2 separate regions of the Ovis aries genome follow, and region 2 is linked to region 1. The links are chromatin contacts, called in public Hi-C maps. All regions are on one chromosome and are shown on one strand. Each heading gives the region's core, a stretch centred on a gene start, on an enhancer-like site or on the middle of the called end of the contact. The rest is flanking DNA. Distances are from core to core; before and after follow the strand shown. Region 1 holds the start of ZNF644 (zinc finger protein 644). Region 2 has its middle 110 kb from the start of ZNF644.

What was found. A called contact is a pair of places that touch in the nucleus more often than the background predicts.
Region 2: a Hi-C map of liver shows a contact between it and region 1, with 3 times the contacts expected there. The contact joins the enhancer-like site here to the promoter of ZNF644 in region 1. A contact is called at or near these places in 4 of 16 Hi-C or Micro-C datasets (hypothalamus, liver, omental adipose tissue and 1 more).

The regions. Positions count from the first base shown.
Region 1 is chr1:68,365,741-68,370,987 of ARS-UI_Ramb_v3.0, forward strand. ZNF644 (zinc finger protein 644) reads right to left here and starts at 2,127. Exons shown (of 7, transcript XM_060411565.1): 1 at 1,995-2,127.
Region 2 is chr1:68,470,769-68,476,015 of ARS-UI_Ramb_v3.0, forward strand. No RefSeq gene overlaps it. Among named protein-coding and RNA genes, the nearest start is that of ZNF644, 110 kb to the left of the region's middle. Within about 2 kb of position 2,378, at least 4 of the 54 cell types and tissues checked have an H3K27ac peak or open chromatin away from gene starts, as enhancers often do. A contact at or near this core is called in liver, where this site is marked.

The DNA.
Region 1 (5,247 bases), core at 877-3,376:
AAAAGAGGGGGCAACATAAAACAAGGAAAATCAAAGTTTTAAGAAATGCTGAAAAGTTCAAATTTCAATTCAAACAGATCTAAAGTTAGTTATATAAGTATGTTTAACTATCCCTTCAATAAAGTAATTTAACTTGTTAATGTGACCTGGCCAAAACATTAGGTGTTTCCAAATTTTGTATTTAGAATATTACAAATATACAAAGTATGCTGTAGATGTAGGTGCTGTATAATTTTAAATTGTTAGAAATTAAAAACTCACCACCACCACGACTGTGAAAGCAATGTAAATATATACTAGCAATGTACATTAATACTAGTCAAGGCTTCATGCTTTACCTATTTAAATATCTAAACTAAATTGTAACTTCTTTATAAACACTAATTTTTCCTTACAAATATCTATGGATGTAAATATTGGTGCCATCAAGTTTCCTGGATACTTACATATATGAATGAAGGCAAACAGCACGTTTCCTTTCTTTGAGAAATTTGAGTTGTCTATTTTTTGAAATTCTCTTTTTCTTGTGGGACCAAAACTATGTAACTAAACTACTGCAGAGAGGCAATATACTATTAAGGCAAATCTAATCTATCATCCGGATGCAACAAGCCTGGCATTAGTTAGGACTGGCCAGAATAGATGATGGTGTTTTGGTTATTTCTGCCGACGATATTATTAACTTGTATAAGAAACAGGACCATCATGGACCTCAACTGTGTTTCTCTCGTTGAGTACTTCTCAAGGACCACACAAAATCTTAACTCTAGACATGAAAGTTCTGTAACAACTAAATTTGTATCAATGTTACTTAAACAGTTCAAGAAAAGTTTTCCACTAATGTTGCTAAACCATGGATGGATCCCAACACGAGAGTCGTCTGTGGAAGTCTCGTAACAAGAAACCGTTAGTTCCACCACCTAAGTTTCCAATCACTGAGAAGGGTCTGGGACAACTCATCTTCAGGTTCACGGGAGAAGTGGAGCACACCTGCTTTCCTCTGGCAGAGATTAAGCTCCCAGGGACACAAAGGCCAGGGAATCAGACCTGGAGAAGCAAAAAGCTTTAGCTGGACACCCACCAAGCCCCTGGCAACCCACTTTGAGCGATTTACCTCTTGCTGTTACTTCCCAGGCACCTAGCGGCATAAGATCTTGCAGAACACGGGGAGGGGAGGGCTATGCGGTCCTGGTCCCACGTTAGGGGAGGGGTGTGTACAGTTAACGCCAGAGCCTACGCTTCTGGCCGAGACGGGGCAGCCCCGAGGAGAGGGGGTTGGTGACTGCTCTCGGACCGCCCCGTTACTCAGTGCATTGCAATGGCGACCGCCAGGCTCCCCAAGCCGCCTGATCTCGGCCCCCTTCCCCCTACTGCTCACTGGCTGCTCGGCTTCATGTGACTAAACAAAACCCCCAAGTCTAGTGCCCAGCTCAACCCCTTTGTGTCCGCTACCGGATCCTCCGACGCCGCCGTGGTAAAGTGCCCCCTCCCCACCTCCACCGAGTCCCGCCCCGCGGCGGCGACCGCCGCTCACCTCAGGTTCCGCCGCCCCCCGCGGCCGCCGCCTCCCCGAACCCGGGGCCCGGGCTCCTTGTGTAGCACCAACTCCGCCTCCTCGGCCGCCGCCGCCATCTTAGCCTGTGCGGCAAAATGCGTCCTTTTGGATGGTTGGGACCCAGCCTAGGGCGTAGCTCCCCGGGCCCGAGCGCCGAAGGCCGGGTCCCCCAAGTTCTTCCGCCACCCCCAGTCCCGCGCCGCCACAGCCCAGAGGCCCCAAACCCACACGGGTCCGGGCGATTCCGACCAAATAACCCCTGAAACTCACAGTTTGGTGCCGTGTGCGTCAAACCGGGGCGACGTTGGGAGCGCGCGGCGTCCCCGCGTCACACGCCGCTCTGTACGCTACTCGGCTCCAACGGCCCCCCTCCGCTCCCCGCTTTTCGCCTGGGGCCCCGGTTCCCACGGCGCAGGCGCGCTGCTTTCCCGCCTCTTACCGACCTACGGGCCGCGGGGGCGGCCAGCGAGGAGCTCCTGGGCGGCCTCGCGCTGGTGGAGCGTCTGGGCCAATTACACCAACGCGGGCAGCAGAAACAGTGCACTACTGTTCTCGGGTGCCAGAAACCCAACAAGGTCACCTCCCCCAGCGCTGACCTAATCACTCTCAAGGAGGTTCCCGCCCCAAAGTAGGCACGCTCCAAATATGGTGGTGCCCAAACTCTGCAAGACCCAAACACTTAGGCAAGCCTAGGCCCTTTAAGGTGGAACAGACCCATGTTTGAGTTCCACGATCACGAGAGTGGCACAATTCCTTTTCTCTTCCTCCTGTTGAGGAAAACAGCTAAAGATCCCAAGATTGCCGGTCACAACCGTAGAGTCATGGCAGAAGTTTTCTAGATCTTAAGGGGACCAATTGTTGGGAGATGCTTGATGAACAAGCAGACCATCAAACGTAGCATCACAGTTAGGGTAGGAAGGCCTGCCCTAAAAGGTGCCCTGGCTTTGGTCCAATTTGATTCTGTGAGGATCCTTTCTCCCTGCATTACTGAACGTGCTGTGAGTCTCCAAATTAAAGTTACATAAGAAACACCTGATACACTGGTTACCCTTCAAACAATTAGTAGCCTAGGGAGTTCTAAAAAGCTTTAAACAAGTAGCCACCTCAAGAGTTTGAGGACAGCCTCATAAACCACACTTTGAGAAACACTGATGAGGAGTTAGTCTCTGCTTTTAAACTGAGCCAACAAAAAGTTGCTAACATGTTTGACACGAATCAAAAGTCCCTGAGGAATCTACTAGTCCTGCCTTACTAAGTTCTTTGGCTGTTCCGAATCTCTGGGTTCTCACTTGAAAAAAAAAAAAAAAAGAAAGAAAAGCTTTCATTAGATGTTACTGGCATTCAGAGGAATACACTGTAATTGCAAATATTTGACGAGAATGAGAAACATGCTCTTTCCTATAGGATGGTGACTTCATCATCATTATCAGCAAACATTCCAAATAACAGGTATTTATACTTGCTGAATTAGTTAATAATAATAGCTAATACTTTGGAGTGCTTACTGTTGACCAAGCATTGTTCTAACTCATTTAATTTCATTAAAACCTAATGAAGCAAAGAGATGTTAGGTAATTTTCTCAGCGTCACACAGTCTTGGACTGGACTCTTTCAAAATACAAATTTTTATTCTTCATTTACACAAATAGGTAAGCAATGAAATGTGTATTTTTGACCAATTTGGGGGAGTTGCCTTGTGAGTTATTTTATTTGCAGAATCCATTAAAATTGGCCATTCTCAGTTTACTATTGGACTTACAATAAATAAAATTATAATGTACTATGGAAATTCTTATGACATTTATCACTACCAAAGCAGTTACCAACAACAACAATAAAACTCTGTTGTGAATGTACACCCCTGACTGACTGATGGGCATCAGATCACACTACCAGCAAATAGAGTCACTTAGAACTCAACCATGATCAGAAACTTGTCTCACTAATGAAACTTTTTGTTTATACTAGAATTAAGCAACTAAACTGTAATACTATAGAAATAATATTAGTAGCATAAGTAATAATAATAATTGTAATAGTAAAAGTAGTAATGGTTGATGAAATTCTTAATAAACAAAATAGATGTCAAAAAACTTTCTATTAGAGAAACCTTGAAAAGGGCAAACATTTTGAATAAGGTATTGCAAAAAAGAAAAGAAAATTGCAAGTCGCAAAATCCAAGGATCAGTTATGTGGCTCTAAGCCAAAATATTTAAAGACATTTTAAAAAATTGCAGTCGAGAATGAAATCAAGATGTGGAAAACATCTCGGGAGAAAATTCACAAAGCACAGATGAATACACCTGGTGCAGAATCCTTGAAAACAAGGAAGAAAGGAAAAGCAAAATTGGCTCTTGGTAATTAGTGTTAAAACCTGACAGTATCAGCACAATATATGAATGTATTATTCCAGTGAATGGAATTACCCAATAAAAGATACAAAGTAAAGATACATATGGTCTCAAATGACCTAAGCAAAAAGAAAATGCAGTTTCATGGTAGATAAAAACAGTTAATTCTCCACATTCCAATACTTCTGAAATGTAGGCAGAAAGAAAAAAGAATGAAACATCAATTAGTCTACTATTTATAGCAGAAATTAACACAACATTGTAAACCAACTTACTTTAATATAAAAAAAAGTATCCTAGTAATAAAATCAAGTCAAAGTTTGGATTTATCTTAGGGCCTCACTCTAAGAGAACCTACCTCTTAGTACCAAAATTGTGAGGCAGTCTCATTTCTGGAACTGCAAATGTTAGGAAACATTTGCTAATTGGGGTGGAAGTAGGAGGATGTTTGACATAGAGAGAGATGAAGAGAGTAAACAGAGATCAAGCCATCTATTTATTTTTGTCTCACACTAGCCCCAGCAAAGAGATTTTACATAGCAAGTATGCAATAAATGTGTGTGCATACTTAGCTGCTCAGTTGTGTCCGACTCTTTGTGACCCTCATGGACTGTAGCTCGCCAGTAATTCATGCGGATTCTCCAAGCAAGAGTACTGGAGTGGGTTGCCATGTCCTTCTCCAGGGTATTTTTGCAAACCCAGGGATCGAACCCAGGTCTTCCTCATTGCCAGCAGATTCTTTACCGTCTGAGCCACGAAGGAAGCCCATGCAATAAATAATTTTATTCAATTCAGTCAACATTCACCAATTGCCTGCACCATGCAAGGCACTGTACTAGGTGCTGTCAGCAAGAGAGGAATAAGACAGTTCCTTGCATATACTCAATAAATAAGAGTTAAGTAGATTAAGAGCTTTTATAGTCCAATAAAAGAACTAGAAAAAAGATAGGATAAACTTTCAATTTATCACATAATGGGGGAGATGAGGAAATAGATAATAAAGATTTCAAAATCATTAAAACAAAACTTCATAAAATGATACAAAATAGATTTAGTATACACATATTTAGTAAAAATTATATCTAATATTTGGGAACATGTTTACTACTCTAACTCACTAGCATATCAGAAGTGAACCAGAAAAGTATGTGGACTTGTTCACAGAACATATGTAGAGGAAGAAAACAGTGGGCTACGGAAATGCAGATTAAAAAAATATTTAAAGAATGAGTAGAGCAGTCCAAGAAAATAAGAAATGAAGGGATAAAGGGATATGAGATTTAGGCAAGGGTGTAGCATCACAGAAGCCAAGGAAGTATTGGTAACAGCTTACTACTATGA
Region 2 (5,247 bases), core at 1,128-3,627, 110 kb after region 1:
ATATTGCAGGTCCGAATCAAAGAGGAGAAGGACGTGCTGAAGGTAATGGCAGGGGAAATGGAGAAGGTGAACACTTTTTCTGCAGTGAACATGAGCCCATTGTTGTATTTTCAGCCACAGATTTACTCTTCTGGTTAATCTGCTGTTTTCATATCTCACATACTATTATTTTATGTCAGTTTCTACCCTCTGGCATCTGGCCTAACTAAACCCACAAGCAGCTCTAGAGACCTGCAGGGCAAAGCGTCCTTGCTGACCTCTTCATGGTCCACCTGTGGGTGGTGGGACGGCTCTGAAGAGCCGAGAGGGACGCTTACTCATTGTCATCCAGGGGAGGCATCCTCTCTCACGCAGTGAGGGTAACATAGTGGATAGCAGTTTGTTGGTTTCTTTTTTTATGTTTACACATTTTTTTTCTGGCTACACTGTAGCAGCCTACAGGATCTTACTTCTCCAACTGGGGATTGAACCTGCAACCCTTGGGTTGGAAGCACAGGGTCTTAACCATTGGACAGCCAGAGAAGTCCTTGTTTACACATTTTAAAAACTATATTTTACATAAACATGAAATATAGAAGATAGTGAATCTTCATAATTATTTGGATTCTGCAATTTTAAGATTTTTATAACCTTTGTTCAGCTATATTGGAGTGTAATTGACAAAATTGTATATATTTAAAGCTACAATAAGGAAATGGCAATCAACTCCGGTACTCTTGCCTGGAAAATCCCATGGACAGAGGAGCCTGGTAGGCAACAGTCCATGGAGTCGCAAAGAGTCCAAAAAGAAACCAAAAAACTGAGCGACTTCACTTTCACTTTCAAAGCTACAATATGATGACTCGACGTATCTGTGACGTGATCACCATAACTAGGTTCACTGACACATCCGTCCCGTAGTCACCTTTCTTGTGTGGGGACACTTAAGGTTTACTCTCTTAGCAACTCCCAAGTACAGACGCAGTGTTCTGAACTACAGTCACCATGCTGTACGTTAGCTCCCCAGAGCTTAGTCATCCCATCACTGAAGACTTGTACCCTATTGCCATCATCTTCCCATCCTCCCCAGCCCACTGGCCCCCAGTATCCACCATTCTACTCTCTGTTTCTAGAGTTCCGGTTTTTCTTTCTCTCTTTTTTTTTAGATTCCTCATGTGAGTGAATCCATACAGCCAAACTCGTCCTCTCACCCTCTTCAGTGTGCCTGGTGTTGGATCTGTTTTTCCTCTGGTGCCGTGTGGACCTTCTTCACCGGACTCCTGCATGGCGACAAAGGCACTCTCCTCTGTGGGTGACTGTCATAACTGCTGCCCTTTGGTGGAAATACAAGAGAAAACTCCTATCTCACCATTTTGCTGACATCGCTGCTATTTGTTTTTATTTGTTCTGAGAAAATAGCCAATAATGTCCAATTCACTGAATTCTGCAAACACAATGTCTCCCTCTCAAAAATGGCAGCAAATGCCAGCACCTTTGCATGTAGCTCACCAAAAGTACAGTGTCTGAAGCTGGATGGGCTTCCCATGCGAGGCCCAGTTGTCTGAGTCTCCTCTCACACTTGCAGAGGTGTTTCTGAGCAACAAGCCTGAGATCCAGTCTGTTATTTAATTTATGGTAGAGGAGCCACTGAGCACAGTCCCAAGACAAAGTCCAGTGAATAACACTGACTGGGATCCACTGATGAGACCTCTGGTCAGCAGGATAATGACCTCCCAGAGATGTCCGTGTCCTAATCCCTAGGGCCTGGGAATATGTTATCTTGCATGGCAGAAGGGGTCTATTGGTTTGCTGGGGCTGCTGTAACAAAGTACCACAAACTGGGTGGCTTAAACCACAGAAATTTAGTTTCTCACAGTTCTGGAGGCTACAGGTTCAAAATCAAGATGGGTCCTTCTGAGGGCTGCGAGGAAAGCCTCTGCCTGTTCCAGGCCTCTCTCCTGGACTTGTGTTTCCTCTCCTTGTGTTTCTTCGCATCATCTTGCCTTTATGTGTGTCCGTGTCTGGGTCCAAATTTCCCCTTTCAATAAGGAAATCAATCATATTGTATTAAGGCTTGCCCTTCAGGACAAAATCTTCACTGATTACATTACGACTCAATTTTCAAATAAGTTCACAGTCTGGGGTTGAAGACTTCCACCTTTGAATCTGGGAGACACAATTCAACCCACAATAAGGTACTTTGCAGATAGGACTCAAGTTAAGGACGATGAGATGGAGAGATGAACCCGAATGATCCAGACGAGCCCAATGAGTCCTCAGAAGTGGAGAACCTTCCCTTCTGTGGTCAGGAAAGAAAGTTGTGACGACAGAAGGGTGCTAAGAGCAAGCAACACAGCCGGCGATGACGGTGGAGGAGGGGCCACAAGGCCGGAAATGGCGGCGGCCCCAGAGGCTGGAAAAGGCAAGGAGACAGATTCTCCCGCAGAAAGACCTCAGCCCCGCCGACACCTCGACTTAGCCCAGTGAGACCTGTTGTCAGACTTCCTACCCACAGATCACACATTTGTACTGTTTTCAGCCCCTCTGCTTGTGGTAATTCGTTACACAGCAATCAAAAACGAATACAACCCCATCCCAACCGCAGCCCTGAATTCACCGCTCAGGTTCCCATCCCCCGTAAGTACCGCCTCTCTTCTGGGAGTCACTCTCCGCAGAGCTTCCCCCACAGAACTGATCAGAACTGAGGCAGGCAGGGAGCTCATCCCAGAGCTCTGTAACAACCTAGAGGGGTGGGGAAAGGCGGGAAGTGGGAGGGAGTTTCAAGAGGGAGTGGACATATGTATGTCTTTGGCTAATTCATACTGATGTATGACAGAAATAAAACCAATACTGTAAAATAATCAATTGAAAAGAAATAAACACAATTTTAAAAAGTCAGGTTTAGTGTCAGCTTCCTGGCAGAGGGTCTGGCCAGCCCACAGCCACTCCACTGTGCACCCCCTGACTTCAGAGTGAGACCAGACAGCACGGTCAGAGGAGATGCTCCTGTCTGCCCTGAGCTGACAGAGCAGGATGGGCAGTCTCTCTGGAGATCTTGAGCTAAGAGGCTCTGGGACCAGGAGTTGGGAGCTGGTTTCTGTTAACGACAGAGGTGTGGAGGGAAGGTCCGTGTGTTGGCACTGCTGAGGGGCTGGGCGCTGTGCTGCCCTGCCTGCACCAGTCTGCAAAGAGTTTGTATGACTGGCCAGGAGCCTGAGCACTTGGCATTTGCTAATCCAGAAAGTCCAACCAAGACTGCACTGGAGAGAAGTGAAAAAAGTGAAAGTGTTAGTTGCTCAGTCATGTCCAATCCCAAGGACTGTAACCCATGAGGCTTCTCTGTCCGTGGAATTCTTCAGGCAAGAATACTGGAGTGAGTAGCCATTCCCTTCTCTAGGGATTCTTCCCGACCCAGGGACTGAACCCAGGTCTCCTGGATCGCGGGCAGAGTCTTTTCTGTCTGAGCCATCAAGGGAAGAGAATGAAAGAGAGCTACAGAAAAGGCAAGGGCAGGATGTTGCCATCCCTCTGGGGCGGTGGGAGGAGGTTGCCACTCCTGGCTAAAAGAGGTCTCAGAGGAGTTTCCAGGTTCACTGTTACAATGAAGTGTTGTCAAATGACTCCGCCTTTTCTCTCCAAATCCAGTAATTTTTCTGGAGGCCTTATTTTCTTCTAGAAGAGCTAAACCGCACATCTCTTACTGTAGGTGGTTCTTGCCCTTATCTCTCCTTACACAGAGGCTGGCAAAATACTCAATTGCCTCTCAGTGCTTTTGTTTTGTTTTGTTTTAACGTGTTTGATTTTTGAAAGCTGTTAAGACCTAGATTGGAGACTCTTAGATGATCTGATCCTCTCCGGTGTCAGGATGCTTAAAGAAGGCTCTAGTCTTTCCTTTGTATCTATTCCATCAGGAACTGCTGGAGATAAAAGCAAATGTCTTAGAAAAGCAAGTGTGACATCTGGTTTGCTATCAGGAATAAATTTCTACCTGCCAAGCAAGACTGTAAGGCAGTCTGGAACCAGTTACTATGCAAACTTGTTTTATTTCAAAACCGTATATCACCTGACTTACCTTTCTGTTTATTGCCTGTCTTGAGTTCTTTTTCACTATCAAGATGCTCCTAATGAAACACAGTTGACCTGAGTTTTGAGGTGAATGGTGAGAAAGGAGTTTGTCAAAAGGACTTAAAGGGAAAGTGCTCTTATTTCCTCTAGCTTTTGTGGCTGCAAAGTCACCCCAGAAACCAGGCCGCAGTTCTAAACGAAGGGAGGGAAACTGGTGGTGCTCTGATGCCCAAAATTCTATCGTAGGAGCTGGTTTGAAGATGTAGTGAATGAGCAGTGGGTTCCCGCACTGACAGGTAATATGGGGTCAGGTGCCAGTCTGGCCACTGCCTGGTGTGTTGAAGGGTCTCGGATGGAAGATGCTGGAGAGCAGGCCTGTGCTTGCATGACCTGCCCTCAGCTGCCTCCCTCCCTCCCCTGGCAGGGCACTGGCGAAGGCCTTGAGAGGGCTTTCAGGTGGCGGGGGTAGCCGTCAGCTGCTGTATGCCAACCAGAGAGCGCCCCAGCTTTTCCAGTCGCTTGTGTCCTTCCCGGTGAGTATTTGATGTGCAAGAGCCCGACAGTGCCAAACGGCAGGCAAAGCCATACATCCTCAGTGTGAGCACACAAGACTGGGCACAGTAGGCCCGTGATAGAGGACTGTTGTTTATATAGCAGCCTTCAGATTTTCTTACCTCCTGTACGTTATCCTATAATACCTTTCAGAAAAACTTGATGAAAATGCTGCCGTCTTTCCCATCTTACAGATGAAGCCGTGGTGGTGCCAAGGGCTGACTGACTTACTGTAAAGTTGAAGTGAGCCTCAAGCCCCTTTCTCCTGACTCTAACGCAGGGATCTCAAACTCAGATGCCCGAAGGAGCAGGGGAGTAATCGTGGGAGAACAGTGCCCTGGAGAGCGCACAGCCCGACCTCAGAGCAGCATCCCTCAGCAAAAGAGGGGCTGCCACCTGAGAATCCAGGTCCAAAGTTGCCAGAGCCTTCTAGTTTTTCATTCCACAATACGGATGTGTGTGTGTGTGTGTGTGTGTGTGTGTGTGTGATGGCAACTTATTCAAAATGCTTAATAAGCACTAAAACACAGGACTTCCTTGGTGGTCCTGGGTCTGATTCTCTGCTGCCAATAAAGGAGGCCCAGGTTCAATCCTTGGTCGGGGAACTAGATCCCACATGCCACAGCTAGAGATCTTATAGGCTGCAACTAA